Linked DNA regions of Mus musculus: all the other regions are linked to region 2. Evidence: chromatin contacts called from public ChIA-PET and HiChIP or PLAC-seq data. All regions are on one chromosome and are shown on one strand. Each heading gives the region's core, a stretch centred on a gene start, on an enhancer-like site or on the middle of the called end of the contact. The rest is flanking DNA. Distances are from core to core; before and after follow the strand shown.

Evidence for each region. ChIA-PET counts read pairs in DNA pulled down with a chosen protein or histone mark. HiChIP or PLAC-seq counts read pairs in DNA pulled down with a chosen protein or histone mark.
Region 1: a contact with region 2 is called in an H3K27ac HiChIP or PLAC-seq map of double positive thymocytes, with 2.6 times the contacts expected there. The contact joins two enhancer-like sites. A contact is called at or near these places in 15 of 39 promoter capture datasets (3T3-L1-derived adipocytes, the C10 cell line, cranial neural crest and 8 more), 1 of 15 datasets of contacts at CTCF or cohesin (CD8 T cells), 3 of 484 Hi-C or Micro-C datasets (all in embryonic stem cells), 3 of 115 datasets of contacts at active chromatin or transcription factors (double positive thymocytes and embryonic stem cells) and 3 of 9 other capture datasets (adipose tissue, liver and pancreatic islet).
Region 3: a contact with region 2 is called in an RNA polymerase II ChIA-PET map of memory CD8 T cells, with 5 times the contacts expected there. The contact joins two enhancer-like sites. A contact is called at or near these places in 12 of 39 promoter capture datasets (the 3T3-L1 cell line, 3T3-L1-derived adipocytes, the HPC-7 cell line and 9 more), 3 of 15 datasets of contacts at CTCF or cohesin (the G1E-ER4 cell line, embryonic stem cells and pro-B cells), 114 of 484 Hi-C or Micro-C datasets (the 3T3-L1 cell line, the AtT-20 cell line, B cells and 67 more), 15 of 115 datasets of contacts at active chromatin or transcription factors (CD8 T cells, the HPC-7 cell line, T-cell acute lymphoblastic leukemia and 9 more) and 1 of 9 other capture datasets (embryonic stem cells).

Annotation. Positions count from the first base shown.
Region 1 is chr7:125,555,288-125,558,337 of GRCm38.p6, reverse strand. All of the region lies in intron 1 of Il4ra (interleukin 4 receptor, alpha), which reads right to left. Among named protein-coding and RNA genes, the nearest start is that of Il4ra, 4.5 kb to the right of the region's middle. Within about 2 kb of position 1,262, at least 33 of the 459 cell types and tissues checked have an H3K27ac peak or open chromatin away from gene starts, as enhancers often do. A contact at or near this core is called in double positive thymocytes, where this site is marked.
Region 2 is chr7:125,421,546-125,424,582 of GRCm38.p6, reverse strand. All of the region lies in intron 1 of Gm30717 (a long non-coding RNA gene), which reads left to right. Among named protein-coding and RNA genes, the nearest start is that of Gm30717, 5.8 kb to the left of the region's middle. Within about 2 kb of position 1,427, at least 33 of the 459 cell types and tissues checked have an H3K27ac peak or open chromatin away from gene starts, as enhancers often do. A contact at or near this core is called in B cells, CD8 T cells, CD8 central memory T cells and 13 more, where this site is marked.
Region 3 is chr7:125,637,553-125,640,252 of GRCm38.p6, reverse strand. No RefSeq gene overlaps it. Among named protein-coding and RNA genes, the nearest start is that of Il21r, 35 kb to the right of the region's middle. Within about 2 kb of position 1,257, at least 124 of the 459 cell types and tissues checked have an H3K27ac peak or open chromatin away from gene starts, as enhancers often do. A contact at or near this core is called in B cells, CD8 T cells, CD8 central memory T cells and 13 more, where this site is marked.

The DNA.
Region 1 (3,050 bases), core at 13-2,512, 130 kb before region 2:
AGGTCCCTCAAGCATTTACACAGGCCTCTTACACTCCACAGTCACCCCACCATGCCTGAGAACCCCAGGCTGACCTAAGAGATTGCCTGCTCTCTCCATCTGTAAACAACCTTGCCTAGCCTGTGCCTGACTTTATGCCCGACAATAAAGAAATAACTAATAAATAATTAGATTAAGCTTGTGGTCCCCATGTGGCTGCCATCATTAGCTGGTATCCAGTGGGAAGGAGCAGACCTGAGATGCTAGGAGACCCCAGAAAGAGGAAAAGAACGGCACAAGGGGGTCCCCACTCCAGAACTGGCCCCACCGGGGAAAGTCCATCCTCTTTGTTCCTATGACTACTACCACGGCCCAATACTGGGTACCATGGTGATGGGATGGGAGGTGGGTTGGAGATGCTTCCTCACCTGCTCATCAAGGAGCCAGAGAAGATTCTAGAATGTCTACAGCCCTCACTACCATCTTCCACGCTGGGCAGATGAGGAGCCTATATTCTGTCCTTGTCAGCCTATATTCCCCTATCAGGTCCCCACGTACACCTTGGGCAGACCGGCTCGCTGGGTCACCTACACTGTCTCCTTCACTTCCCACTCTCCTTCCCCAGCTCAGACCTCCTCACCACTGCTGCTCCACCGCCCTGGGCGAGTCCACTCCCACATCAGTCTACCTTCCACAGTTTCACCAGCCCTTTCCCTCCCACTCGATGAGCTTTGCTAGTTCTGTGCTAATTCTCCACGGAAGGTCCCTCAGGGTCCATGTCTCATATCCACACAGGAGGAGGCAGCCAGACTGGAGTCATATGCTATCTCATAACATTCATCCCGGCCAGGTGCTTTCCCACTATCGGGCCTTGGCCTGTGTGAGCCTCACTGCCTGCAATACCAGCCAAGGAGCTTACACCTGAGGAGGGACACATCTATGATGCCTGCAATGCCTGACTTCTTCAGTATCGCATTTACTTTCCTGTCATGCTAGGGACCCAACCCAGGCCCATAAGCACACACTGGAGATAAGTGCTCTACCACAGAGCTACATCCCTACCACAGGCAGGCAGGGCAAGCCGTAGCCCACTGTATGACCAGCAAAGCAACATGCTCAGAATCCTGGTTCCTGAGCAGAATGCAGTGCTAGTCTGCTGGAAGCAAACTGACACGAAGTCACCAGGGGAAAAGCAAGTGTGACTGGCAGAGAATAGGGCAGTTCAAGTGTGACAGGGAGGAACTCAGGCGGATTCACATAGAGGGAGGGGAGGTGACAGCCAAGGTCTGTTGTGCCTGCTGGCTGTGCGTCTCACTACTCGGCTTCAAAATCTAGGACAAGACCCAGAGACACCAAAGGAGAGCGTTGAGTCGGGGTGTCTGTGTGGGGGTGGGGCAGAGCCCACACAAACAGAAAGCAGCTGGTGAGTTAGAGGGCTCACACCAACAGCTGAGTTTTCTAGGGCTTCGCTCTCAATAGAAAACACACGTTTTAAAAACACAGGCTTATTTGCTACGTCATCCACATTGGCCTTGAACTCAGGCCCCTCCTGCCTCAGCCTACCAAGTTCTAGGATTACAGGTATATGTGGTGAACTTCAACTGCATATTTCATTGGTGCTTGAGATAGCTCGGTAGTTAAAGTGCTTGAGATGCAAACATGAGGACTAAAGTTTGGGCCCCAGGACCCATGTGAAGGCTGGGTGGATGGAGTAACCCTCCTATAATCCCAACACCAGGAAAGCAGAGACAGAGGATCCCCAAGTCAGGCCAGGTAGAGAGACTAAACTCTGGGGGATAAGCCTGACTGTGCATACAAGGTGGATTTGCACATGCATGTTTGCATACACACACACACATCCTTCAAATACATCAGAACAAACATCCAGGAAGACCAAACCAAACCAATTGTTAAACTCTTTTTGAAAGGGCAATAAATTTTCTACCACTGAGACAGAAGCCACACGTGCCTACCACAACAGCCTGAACAGCCAGAGTTAGAATCCAGCAACAGAGATAACAGAAAATTCCACCCACCTCAAAACCCTTCAAAACCACACACCACTTCCAAAAGCTCCTGCAGCAGACACAAGAAATGAGCACATCTCTGGCAGTGACAGATCGATGGCCAGCTCAGACTTAGTTAGCCAAAAGTACACTGGAAAACAAGAACGACTGAAAACAACTGTAACCTCAACCTAGACATTTCAGATGGGAAGACACACTGAAGAGAGAGACGGCAGGCTTCAGCTCAACCACTGCTCTCACAAACTACGACTACGAACGGCATGAGATACGATGCACTCCAGAATGATACAAGGAGGCGAAAGTCTCCCTCGGTTCTAACAGGACCCCAAATCAAGTCAAGTCTGAAGACAGACTGAACTCAGAAGCCGCCAAAGGTAGAGGGAGCGCCTAGAATGACTGTAGCAGAACAGCCTGAACTCGAGGACTAGAGTGGAGGGACAGTCGGTACCTCCCAGGGGGCTGAACTAAAGCCAGGAGCTTGAGGTCCCTGGAAAGCCAGTCTCAGAGATCATCCCCAGAGTGAGCACACAGTAGGACCTTGTTTTCCCAGAGGCAATTGGGCAAGAGACTGGGGCTCTGTGGTTGAGAGCCGTGGCCCTTGCTCTCCTCCTCCCAAGGCCTCACTTCCTCTTTTAAAAAGGCAGACACCCCTCTGGCCACTCCAGGAAACCTCAGGCAGCCCAAGTTCTCCAAAATGGACCTGTGAACAATGCTTCCCGGATCCAACCAAGACACTCTGGTGCTTTTAAACTCTCCTCTTCAGTCGGGGAGCTTGGGCAGAAATGAAGCGTGTGGGTGAGTGGTGTCAGAGTGTCACGTGGCTGGTCTCTACACTAGTCTGTTTTCTTCCTTGGGGACAGGAGCTCAACCCAACCAACGCTTGGGCCCTTATGTACGTGACCTTCCTCCCCTCCCTTCAGACCTTCCTTACTCTCTGAAACTGCAAGGAAGGGGTTCACCTAACAATAACCTGCAAACTGATTGCATGGAGTCCTGGCAGTTTTCCCAAGATTACTGGGCAGAGCACAGTCAAGTAAAGAGGTG
Region 2 (3,037 bases), core at 178-2,677:
CAGTGAGCCGAGCGCCCCCACCGTACCTTCTCTGCTATGATGGTCCAAACCCTCCGAAACTATGAGCCAAAAAAAAAAAAATCCTTTTTCCTTCAATAACCAGCTTCTGTTGGGTATTTGGTCATAGCAATGAGAAAGATGAACAATAGTCCCTCTTACCTACTGTACACTGCAGGGAACTCCAGGTATCATTGCTTCACTCTTGCAAATATATGAGCCCGTCCATGCCCCACCCCGCCCCTGCTGCAGGACCCAGCTCCTACCCATTGCTCTTGTCCTCAGTCAGCCTCAGGGACACTGAGAGACTATCCCCTTCCCTCCCTCCTTTCCACATCTTGTGTCTGTCTTTGGTTACCTTGGTCCTGGAGAAGAGCAGAGAGGATGGCAGGGGATGGTGGGAGCCCTGCCAGTTAAAGGGGTTATGCTGCAGCGGTGAGGGGGGGGGAGGCTTTGGTCTTTGGAGGTTTGTTGGGGTGACTAGAGAACTAGCTGCACCCTAAGGAGGTTGGCAAAGAGGTAAGAGAGAGAAAGCAATGGCTCTCCCTGGCAAACAGAAACCCACTTTGCTCGGTTTCAGAGGAGTGCTGGTGCAGCCGGAACTGAGCCCGGACTGCCATCCTGGGGGTCGGGACCTGACAGTTATTATGTGTGAGTGATGTCATGGGATTATTATGGTATGTTACGTGATTTTTGGAACTTCATGAATTGTCTCTTGGCTTAAAGCTAAAGAGGAGAACATCTGCTTCTTATTGTTGGAAGACTGCTGTCTCTGGGGGAGTGGGTAGGGATTCTGAGGAAAACAGCTATTCTCATGGAATTCAGAGAGGAAAGAGGAGCCAGGGTCAGCGCCTGACCACAAATGGTAGTGGGTCTCATCCATTTCCAGAGCCTGGTAGGTGGGTTGGGCGTGTGTAGTCAGCTCTGTTCTGTCCTCTCCTCCCAACCTCCTACATCTCTACCCCTTACTGAGTTCTCATTTACTCTCTGCTTCTCTGTGTGACGTGAGCAACTTATTTCACTTTCTGTGTCTTGGTTTCCCCACCTGTAAAATAGAAAACAATAATGCCATCTAATTCTGTTGTACAGAGGGTCACATGAGCTCTGCCATGTCACCTGACCTGGAGCGACAGCTTGATGGCCAGGTCTTTCTTAGCAATCATGAAATTATTAAAACAGACACAGATGCTACTAATGATAACTAGGTTCTAAGATGATTCAGTGGTCGTGAGGTCTACTAGTGAGTTATTAATCTAGTGACTGCAGTTCCCATTTCCTGTGACTCTTACAGCCAGGCAGCACTTTTCCTGGAAGGGCTTGACAGAGGGAGTGGGATGACAGGTTCAAATCTGTTACTTTCTTGCTGTGTGACTTTGGGCCAGCCCCTTAACCTCTCTATACCTCAGAAGTTGTAAAATGGGAAGTCACATGACCATGTGCTTAGCAGGAGGTTAGGTTGAAGGAAATGTTTCCTGTTACACTATTATTCTATTAGGCAGTCAGGCAAACGTCGGCCCAGCAAATTCTAAGAGGATTCAGATATGTTGGGATCTGACAGAAAGTCTGGTGAGAAAGCAGGACCAGGAATAGGAAGAGAAGAGGGAAGATATTCAGGATACGGCCCTTTAAGAGGTCCTTCTGCTCAGTAGTGACCCTATGCACCTACAGAACTGAGAGCAAGGGCCTCCTTAAACCCACAGGCTGGGCAGTGCCTTCCTTGCTTCCCAGTTCTCTCCTTGGAAAGAAGCCACACCTATCCACTCCACAGTAGTGAGATGCTGAGTGCAGACTCCATGGCAGCCACCAGCAGCATAGAGATGGACAGTACAGCAGCATAGTGTGGGAGTCTGCAAAGAGAACGAAACACTGCCAGGCTCTGGACGTTTCTCTTTAAATTAAATTTTGTATAGTAATACTAGTAAGGCCGCTGGATGTGTGAGCTTTGGGGAGGGTCTAGTTACTTGTTGCTGGAACAATATATGTTATAGATTCGACATCCAAGAGGGAGGGTCAGCTTTGAATCATGGTTTCACGGTGTTTGGTCGTTGGGCATTTTGTGCTCAGCCAGAACATCACAGTGGTGGAATGTGTGGTGGTGGCCATTCTTCATGGCACTACAGGCAGGAAGTATAGGGCAGAAGGGCCTGTGCTCACCGAGGGTCCCCACCCTACCCTGCCCCGCATTTCACCTCCTAAAATACCCAGCATTTCACCTCCTAAAATACTCAGCCTCTCCCAAGACAGCGTTACCAGGGACCAAACAAAAGCCTAGGGATCAAGGACACTCACATCAGAGCACCACAGAGGGGGGATATAGCTGGACAAGACAAAGACACAGCTATGGTTTTTTTTGCAAAAGGGCCTTCTTAGATGTCAGCAGGAATAGACTCATTGTCCTTGAAGCTTGGGTTGTAGTCCATTGAACCTGAAACAGGCCTGCAACCATGCAGAGGAACCTTGGGACTGCCTGTCATCTTCCCAAGGGCAGGTGCTGATGGACATTATAGACCGTGGTGACCTTGTTGGCAAGCACTGACCAGCAACTTGCTGAGTGCCAGGCACAGCTCTCCCTAGTTTAACACACCCACCCATAGGTCTCATCCCCCCCCCCCCCCCCCCCCCCCGTTTAACAGATAAAGACATTGAAGCACAGAGAAACTTAGCAACTTCCTCCAGGCCTCACAGCCAGTAGTGACAGAAAGAGCCTTGGATTGTAGGCAAGAAGGACAAAAGTCTCTTTTAGGTTCTACCTTATAGCTTCAAATAAGGAATGGGAGAATGGTAGCCCCATGGACTGAAACCAAATCCTGGAGTGTCCATAAGATCACAGAGAGGAGAGGAGGGACTCTGGGAGCCACGGTGGCTACACTGATGGCTACACTGATGCGGGGAGCCATGGTGGCTGCACTGATAAGGGTGTTATTTGATTTAGAAATGTGAAGAGATTGGCAGGAGGAGCTACATTTTGAAGAGATTCTCGTGGCCTTCCTGTTGTCTTTTGAGACAATGTATCCAAGAAACTGGCATTTCCTCAGGAATC
Region 3 (2,700 bases), core at 8-2,507, 220 kb before region 2:
CCCTTCCCGTCTTTGTTACAGCCACCAGTCCTCAGTATAAGCCTTCTCCACCTGAGCTTTCTCCACCTGAGCTGCCGTCCACTCAGCCTTCACCCATCTGCCTGACCACCCACCAACTAACCAAACAGCATCAGCAGCCCTTCCAAACTCCGCACAAAGATCTCCCGAAACCCCAGCATACTGCTGGGTCAAGAGGACTCCAGAGAGCCCGGGGTAAGGCAGGAGGCCTCCAGTTAGAAACCAGGTGCTGCTGAGAGTGCCAGCTTTAGAGGAAATGGTAACAAAGACTCCACAGAGAGGCCATCCTGGGCTGCTGTGCATCCCAGGATTCAGTTCTGCCCCATCCAAGGACCGTGGGAGCTGGCACTGGGCCTGCCACACTGCACAGGACAGCGTGTCCTCGGCTGTGCACTCTGTCCTGTGCCTACCCACAGTCTGCTCCTCTTCTTTCTTTCCATTTCTTTCATCAGTAAACAACACACAAATGGTTCTCTTAGACATGGAACGGCACACGGCTCAGGCCTCTACCTGACTACCTTTTGTGTTTACACACATGTGGGCAGACCCTGGGAAACACAGGCCTTCGTGCCATTTGATGTGAAAGATGCTCACTTTCCCTCCATAATATCCCTGGGATACACAGGGCTACTCAAGACAGCAAGCCCAGCCTCCAGCACTGAGCCCGAGTTTACACTTGCCCCCACTAAGCAAGCTCACAAGGTTTCTGATGGCCCACCCCCGAAACGTGTTTCATGCAGGGTTTTCACCCTCCAGCTTGTTATGGGGGCTCAGCCCCTTCCCTCTCCAAACCTTGCTTGGCTTACAGAGTCCTCTCCGTTTCAGCTGCCTCTACCTAGGACTAGAGCAGCTTGCGTGTGACCTTTAGTGGAGTGCCTCTTCTGCCCTCGCTGCTCTCCATCCTTTCCCTGGGCTCTGACTGCACCAGTTCTCCAGCTGTGTGAATGTGTGTGTGCATGCGTGTCACCCACCCACTCCCAGTCCCCAAAGCAGTCCACGTTCGCTGGAGGCTAGAGTTCAGGCCTTGCTGAATTAAATGGCCACTTTGTCCTCTGCTTAGCATCCACAAATCTCACAAGCGTCCATTGTTCTCTCCTCTGGATGACTGAGAGCAGGAAAACTGTCACTGACTCCTGCCCAGCAGCAGGGGGCAGCAGCAAGCTGTGGAACCTCCCAAGCCCAGGTGACTTCCTGTTAATAGTAAAAATGCTATTACTGTGAGCACCTGCTTGTACATCAGACACCATCTGGACCCCACAGAGAAGTGATGTCACAGCAGCCCCGGGAAGCACACATGACCCGTGTGCCTATTTCATGCATGAGGAAACTGAAGGCCATGAGGCTAAAACAGCTACAAAGTCGGAAGCTAGTGGCAGGGCCAGCGCTTCCTCTACGCCACTGAGGTGAAAGGATGGAGAGTCAGCACCATGCTCCCTGAAGAGCTCTAGTGTTCATATCTAGGACTATCAAGTTGGGAAAGAAAAGCTTCCAACTAACGGGAGCAGGCCCCTCAGGTTGTCACATGGTTGGGGCTGCAGGGGTGAGTAGTTCTGACGCCCACAAGCTTCCTGGGACCTCTGCCCCCTCTCTGTGTCTTTGCAGGTCCTGTGAGGGCAGCCCTCCTCTCTGCCACTCCTTCATTCACTCCTCATAGCTGAGAATCTATTCGGAGCCCTCCCCCCTCCCCCAATCTGGGCTCCGTCATAGCAACTTCAGTCCTTGCCCCACCCCCATAATAGGGACAGGCATGGTACCAGACTCCAAGGAGGGTTTTGTTAATCCACATTAGTTGGGGAGCGAAGCCAGGCAGGCGTGTGCTACAGCTGGGAATAAGGGACTCCCACCACAGTTAGTCACACGGAGGCAATGTGAAAACCGGACCCTGCCCTTCACACTTTTGAGCACTTGGATGGCTCTAGATCACTGGTTCCCAACCTTCGTAATGCTGCGACCTTTTAATACAGCTCCTCATGTTGAGGTGACCCCCCCTCCCAGCCTTAAAGTGATTTTGTTGCTACTTTGTAATTGTAATCTTGCTACTGTTAGGAATTGTAGTATAAATATCTGATACGCAGGGTATCTGATATGTGATCCCCAGAGGCATTGATTGTGACCCACATGCTCTGGTCAGGGCATGTCCCCTCTCTGGTTTGTCATCAGGGGGCCTCTACTTCTTGTTTCACCTACACAAAAAGCTGCTGCCACAAAGAGGCAAAGCTACTAACTGCCCCTTCATTCCCTAGGAGCCCTCCTCCTGCTTCCGGGTGGTGGGTGTGTCTGGGGCTGAGTGGGTCCTGTGGGTTGTGCTGCCTGCTAGGTGGCAGCCATGTCCCCAGATCTTCCCATCCACTGGGGAAGCCAAGAGGAGCACAGCTGCAGAGGGCTTAGTGGCCTTGGGCAGGCAGTCCCTCCCTGGCACTTCTGTTCCAAGGGTGAGAGGTGGTTTTTGTCTCCTTCTGGCATGAGACCCTGGAGACCCCAGACCGCATCACAGTGGGAATGCACAGGGGATGCTGGGGTCAGGTTGCTGAGTTCCTGGCAGAATTGATGGAAGCTTTCAAGTGCTTTCTGGGAGAGCAGGGAAGGAGTGCTAGGAACACACACACACACACACACACACACACACACACACACTACCCCCAACACCTGCTGTCAGAGGCAGCTCAGTGTGAGGCCAGAAAC